2 separate regions of the Zea mays genome follow, and region 1 is linked to region 2. The links are chromatin contacts, called in public Hi-C maps. All regions are on one chromosome and are shown on one strand. Each heading gives the region's core, a stretch centred on a gene start, on an enhancer-like site or on the middle of the called end of the contact. The rest is flanking DNA. Distances are from core to core; before and after follow the strand shown.

Region 1 (3,386 bases), core at 71-2,570, 130 kb after region 2:
CCATGTTTCTTACTTGGAAACCCCGAACAAACACCACTAGCACGAGGCGCTCGTGTTGGCGTCGCTCACCGACGACGAGAAGAAACTTGGCGACTGCCAGTTCGAACTCTGGAAGCAGTCCTACATGGCCCATGCGCCGCTGTGTACGGCAAGCTCTGGCGCAGCCGCCGCTTGGACGTGGTCTAGAGCGGCTACACCGCGATGTCCATCGTCAAACATGGGGACCTCATGGTCGTCGCCAATGTCGACGACTCTCGGGTTGTTCTGGGCATCGCAACCTACGACGACGTCATCACGCCGTCTAGCTCATCATCCACCTGAAGCCTAACCTGCCACGTAAGTCGCTACTGACCGACCATGAATTCTTGTGCGCTGGAATGATGACCATTGTTGTTGTTGTGTGAGTGTCCTCGAACAAGATGTATGTAGAGGAGTAGCACATCCGGTGGTGCAACGACCAGGTGTACTACCTCGCTGATGAGCCCGGGGTGCACTTCATTTGGCAGCCCAGCCAAGAGTGATCGGTACTCACCATATCGCGCGCGTTCGATGACTATTATATCAAGGATTGTGGCGTCATCTCGACACCGGAGGTGAGCAGAGGTGGACCGACAACAATGACCACTCGCCATCGTCGGGGTACCTTTTGTGCCGGCCTGCCTTTAATTCTCTTCGCAAACACACACTTTGCATTTTTTGTTTAAGCAAGCGTGTATGGTGGTGCGTGCCTGATGACTAACGATGTACGACGGAACTTCTATCGGCAGGTGTGGCACGTGCTCTCCAATAATGAGACCATGAAAATCATGACATATATCGAAGTCTGCATGATACTGATGGTTGCAATGTAGTAGTGAAACAACTAAATTAAAATAACAAAATTTATGTATGGCTAGGATCACAAATGGATTATGAAATATTTTCTTATAACAATATAAGACACATTTTGTATATAAGTTATCATGGTATTATATGTTCCTGTTGCAACACACGGATACTGAACTAGTAACAACATAAAGAAAAAAAGATAAGACCATCAGATGCGGCGGGCACCGAGGGGCGGCAGAATCCCGCGACTAGCAGCAACGCGTCGCTCATCGCTCTGCTCACACGCTATCCTACTTTTACCCAGCCCCTCACGATGGCCGTCGTGTCTCGTGAGCCTGGGTACTTGTACAGATTTCCACCCGGGACACCTATCCTCACCCAAACGGTCGGTCGACCTCACACGTCCCCCGGATCCGACGGCCAACAGAGCGCGTGGCCCCTCTCCGCCGCCACCTCTGTACAAAATGCCCGCCCCACCACCACGCCGAATCCGCCCTCTAGTGACTAGTTCACGTCAGTTGCTGCTCCCCCCACCTTCTCCTCCTGCTCCTGCCCTCGGTTTCTGGTGAGTTCGACGCTTCTCTTCTCGTGGACTTACCGCCGCCTTGACCGCGACTTGAATTGCTGGTTCGGTGTCTGACGCGGGCTCATCTGCTTGTTGCAATCCGCTTTCCCCCGATTGATTCTTACGATTTCCAAGTAGTTTTGTGTTATCTTCTCTCTCTCTTTTGGGAAAAAAAGGGGTTTCAATTCTGTTGGGCATCGACTCACCGGGTTTTGAGGTTTTTCGTGGGCGGCTTTGATCCTCGGTCGATCCGATCTGTGTCAGGCTTTCATCAGATGTTGCAAAACCCGCTCGCAACCGTAATCGCAGCGTTATTGTCAGCCGGAAACTGTCCTTTTCTTGGTTGTACTGTGCTTTCCCCACTGACGGATCTGTTCGATATCTAACCGGCCTTCGCTCCGCCTTGGGCTGCCGCAGATCAGCGAACATGGGAACCCGCGGCGTCGCCCTGCTGCTCCTCGCGGCGGTGCTGCTCCTCCAGGCGCTCCTCCTCGCGTCGTCGGAGGGCCTGGTGCGGGTCGCGCTGAAGAAGCTGCCCGTCGACCAGAACGGCCGCGTCGCCGCGCGCCTCTCCGCCGAGGAGAGGCAGCGCCTCCTCCTCCGCGGCGCCAACGCCCTGGGCTCAGGCGGCGACGACGACTCCGACGTCATCGCGCTCAAGAACTACATGAACGCGCAGTACTTTGGGGAGATCGGCGTCGGCTCGCCGCAGCAGAAGTTCACCGTCATCTTCGACACCGGCAGTTCCAACCTCTGGGTGCCGTCCTCCAAGTGCTACTTCTCGGTGCGTCCTGGTTCCTCCCCTTGCCTGGCCGAGGTTTTCCTTTTTCAGGACTTGGATGTGTTTTGCGCTAACACTGGAGTGTGCTTTTGTGCTGATGTGATGCAGATCGCTTGCTACTTCCACTCGCGCTACAAGTCAGGGCAGTCAAGCACTTACAAGAAGAACGGTTTGACTCTTCCTTTCTTGTCTTGTTACTGTATTGTTTTCCCGATTTGCTCGTTGTGGACTGATATCTGCATCACTTTCTTCATACGTTTGTATTTCCCAACTGGTTCCCCATGTTACATGGTCGTGTCATATTGAAGCCCATGTTCTTATGCAGGAAAACGCACACACAGACCATATATGCTGAAAAGGTGTATATAAATGTGGGGGAAAAAAACCAAAACTTATATGTCAGGTGATCATAAGTTAAATGCCTCGTGGACATAATAAAAGTTCCGAGCTATGAGATTAGGCCCAAGACACCATACCTAGAATAACACATGGTCTTTAATTCAACGCTAAATCTACTCTGAGCAGAAACACAAATTTTCTTTTCAGCTCCAACGTCACGAATTTCCCTTTTTATTTTTGCTCATGTATTGCTACTTTGCTAGTAGTTTACAAATCCTACTTTGTCTGCTGCATCCCCTACTTCGAGTTCTAGAATATTTAGGATGAAACAGAAAATTCATCATGTATGGTTGGCAACATCGAAACAAAATCTGCGGTACCTTGGTAATTGCAACATCCATGACAAGGACGTCAAAAGCTGCTGATGTAGATGTAGTGCAAATTGTGTAGTGAGGTGGAGCCAGGATTCAGGAACGATGATGACAGTTTACAGTAGCTGTCTTTTTTTAGCTTGATTATGACTCGTTGAATTCAATGGAAACCCTAGAAGTTGGTATAGTAATAACTTCAGCGCATGACTCTAGCACACCTTATGCTGGAAATAGTTACTCCCTCTGTCCACATGATTTAGTCGTTTTGGGTTTGTCCTAAGTCAAACTATTTGAAATTTGACTACCAATATACATAAGATTGAATTGTTTTAAACTAAAAAAATTACATATTATCGTAGTTCAAGTCATGATAAATCTAGTAACTTTACTTTTATATTGTAAAATCTTATGAAACATCCGGTATCACCGGTCAAAGTTGATAGTGATTGACTTAGGACAAACCTAAAATGACTAATTCACATGGATGGAGGGAGTGCCTCAT
Region 2 (3,287 bases), core at 133-2,632:
TCATGCTAGGGAAAGGCAGCATGAATCGCATGAACAGCTATATCTATATGACAGCTCATCAAAGATCTGAATCATGATTAATTCCACTTTTTACATGTTAGTTCATCCTCTTCACAGTATGAGCAGGTCTAATATTTGGAAGATCACAAGCATGAGGTAGATACGCACATGCTAAGTGGTCACCCCAAGAGGACAAACAATACTTGGAAGATCACATGAAATTATGTTTGAAGACATTGGACTCATATCTTTCCATGTGGGAAATGAATACCATAACGGCGTTCGGTTTCATCTCAATCCATGTGGATTGAAGAGGATTTGGTGGATTTAAATCTATAGAAGTCAAAATCTCTACTATTTTTTTTTCCAATCCCATCCAATCCATCCATGTGGTATAGCGTAGGAATAATCGAACAATGCCTAATTAGGTTGACATTTGTTTTTCACTGGTTTGAGCACTACGAGTTGGAAGTGCTAGCTACTGCCAGAGTGGTGACGGCATATGCCAATGTAGCACCTGAGATTCCTCAGCAAAAAAATGTAGCGCCTGATGTCCTGCCCTTGCAACATGAATAATGAGACCACATGTCACAACATTACACATCTGACAGGCGTATACAGCTATCAACATGCTAAACCCGACTAATAACAAGGCAAATAGCTCAGGATCCTTAATAAGAAGGCAAAATAACAATAAATGAACAGATGCATAGCAAAAGGACACAATCATCATGTTTTCTGAACGTGTAAGATAGCTCGCGCCCATCACATTCACACGATGCCTTAAAAAAAGAAAGGGAGCGGAGTGGACAGAAAGGGACTTTTGGTTTGGACGTTTTGGGTGTCAGGATAGGAGGCAGGTGAGGCACTCACGCGCTGGCTCCGGCGGAGATCCACTGGATGGTGCGCGCGCTGAGGTGCGCCGACGAGTGACACACGGCGGCGGCCCCTCTGCTCCGGCACGGCTGGGCCGCTCCCAGCGGCTTCTTTGGCAGCGAGGCGCATCCCCTGCACAAATGCGCGTCGGATCAATGGTCCCACGAAAGTTGCAGGTTTTAGTTTCGCCGAGGACGCACAGCCCCCGCGGCCTCAGCCTCAGCCTCACCTGAGCGCGCCCGTCTCCGCCCGTACGGCGGCGCGCGCGACGGAGAGAGAGCCGCGGTTCCCCGCCGCTGCCGCTCGCACCCTCAGCCGCGTCGGCGCGGCGGCGGTGACGGCAGGAGCAGGGATCGCGAGCCGCATAGAGATGGACATTCTCGATCTCGCGGCGCAGACGATGCGGTGGCGTGTCTAGCGTCTGGGAGAAGCTGCTCGTCTCGCGCGGACCGGAGTGCAGAGGGATGGAGCGCAGAGGAGTCTGAAGTGGCAAGCTGTGATGCGGATTGGCAGGGCAGGGAAGCGGCCGCGAGTGAAAGGCGCGGGCGTGGGAGTGGCCGGACGGACACGTGGAGCCCGTGGGCCTCGCGCCATCCCGTCCACGAGGGGCCGCACGCTCCCGTCGCGCGCGCTCGGAGCTCGGTGCCGGGTCCGGGAGGGACAGGGTGGGGCCGGCTCGAGCGCGTGACGTCGTGAGGCTTGCTGCTGGTTTTCGCGGTGGTTTCCATGGGTAAAGCGCGGGGGTATGTGATTTCGTGCCCGGATCTTGCGTGCGGTGTGGTGTACCGAGCTTTGAACGCTGCAGGTTGTGTGCGACCGACGACGCACAGACGATCAGAGAGGTCTCCTGCCGCCGTGCCACGGACGCGACCAACGCGTAAAAGTTACGCTCCGCCTAGGTCGCACGGGTGCCTTGCATCCGCACCCCAGTGGCCACATTTCCAGGAGGCCTGGGGCCCATGGGCCACGGAACGTGCAGCGGGCTTGTGGCCCTTTATGCCAAACACGAAAGGTTGATTAGGCCCCGCCCAATATTGGTTTTGGTCTAAGAGCCAAGCCTGGAACGCTTGGTTGGGCTACGATCCGTTCGGCCCACGATTGCTGTGAGATCATCGACTGAAAGCATGTGAGGGCGGCAATGCTTTCCGCTGCCTTTTTTTTACCGTCCCTCCTAGTAGACACTGACATCTTAAAGACTACGATTTCTAGTGGTTGTAATAAACAGCGACACGTGAACTGTCGACTGTCGTTATAGCCGGCAGTAACCGCCAGACAGCTTGTTTCACTTGTCTCACTGAGTCACTATCAGCTTCTTTCATCCATAACCAAAGCAATTTGTTTTCTCACCATTCCTTTTAAAAAAGTGAAATAAACATGAGTCCGAGTGAGCACTGAGTCGCAGAAATATCAAACCTAGGACAGGAGACGAGGTGCCACTTCTTCAAAATCTGAACTGTGCCATCACAAAAGAAAGAAAGAAAAAAGGAAGAGAAATCCACACCACAGCCACCGCAAGATCCCGGGCGCCCAATCACCCTTCTCCACGGAGATTCCTAGCCTCAGCCACAGCCCACATCTGCCTCATCGTCTCCCTGAGGCTCCCGTCGCGCCAAGTGTTCCAGCATCCCGGACGCACCAATGGCATCCAAGCATCAGATTTATTTTTTATTTTCTGGCAACATTCAAGATAGAACTTGCTCGCGGCGGTGTTTCCCTCCGTCGCTTTAAATACCTTCGTCGCCTCCACAAGTCCACAGCATCTCAAGCCACCATCGATCTGCAAGTCTCGCTACGTAGCAGTGCAATAAAAAAAGCAGCCGCAATGGCGAGCAGCACCATGGCCCTCTCCTCCACGGCCTTCGCCGGCAAGGCCGTGAACGTGCCGTCGTCGTCCGCCTTCGGCGAGGCCCGCGTGACGATGCGCAAGACGGCGGCGAAGGCCAAGCCAGCGGCGGCGTCCGGGAGCCCGTGGTACGGCCCCGACCGCGTGCTGTACCTGGGCCCACTGTCCGGCGAGCCGCCGAGCTACCTGACGGGCGAGTTCCCGGGCGACTACGGCTGGGACACCGCGGGGCTGTCGGCGGACCCGGAGACGTTCGCCAAGAACCGGGAGCTGGAGGTGATCCACTCCCGCTGGGCCATGCTGGGCGCGCTCGGCTGCGTCTTCCCGGAGCTTCTCGCCCGCAACGGCGTCAAGTTCGGCGAGGCCGTGTGGTTCAAGGCCGGCTCCCAGATCTTCAGCGAGGGCGGGCTGGACTACCTCGGGAACCCGAGCCTCATCCACGCGCAGAGCATCCTTGCCATCTGGGCCTGCCAGGTCGTGCTCATGGGCGCCGTCGAGGGCTACCGCATCGCCGGCGGCCCGCTCGGCGAGGTCGTCGACCCGCTCTACCCCGGCGGCAGCTTCGACC

What was found. Hi-C and Micro-C count contacts between places; a contact is called where the count stands out from the background.
Region 1: a contact with region 2 is called in a Hi-C map of bundle sheath, with 3 times the contacts expected there. The contact joins the promoter of LOC100282399 here to the promoter of LOC542100 in region 2. A contact is called at or near these places in 3 of 25 Hi-C or Micro-C datasets (bundle sheath, ear and leaf).

What each region holds. Positions count from the first base shown.
Region 1 is chr6:176,476,031-176,479,416 of Zm-B73-REFERENCE-NAM-5.0, forward strand. LOC100282399 (aspartic proteinase oryzasin-1) reads left to right here and starts at 1,321. Exons shown (of 14, transcript NM_001155310.1): 1 at 1,321-1,393; 2 at 1,811-2,177; 3 at 2,283-2,343. The coding sequence starts at 1,821.
Region 2 is chr6:176,345,806-176,349,092 of Zm-B73-REFERENCE-NAM-5.0, forward strand. It overlaps LOC542100 (cold acclimation protein COR413-TM1), which reads right to left and starts at 1,383. Exons shown (of 6, transcript NM_001351707.1): 1 at 1,106-1,383; 2 at 874-1,008. The coding sequence starts at 1,254. It overlaps LOC100193833 (light harvesting complex mesophyll 7), which reads left to right and starts at 2,621. Exons shown (of 1, transcript NM_001111957.2): 1 at 2,621-3,287. The coding sequence starts at 2,699.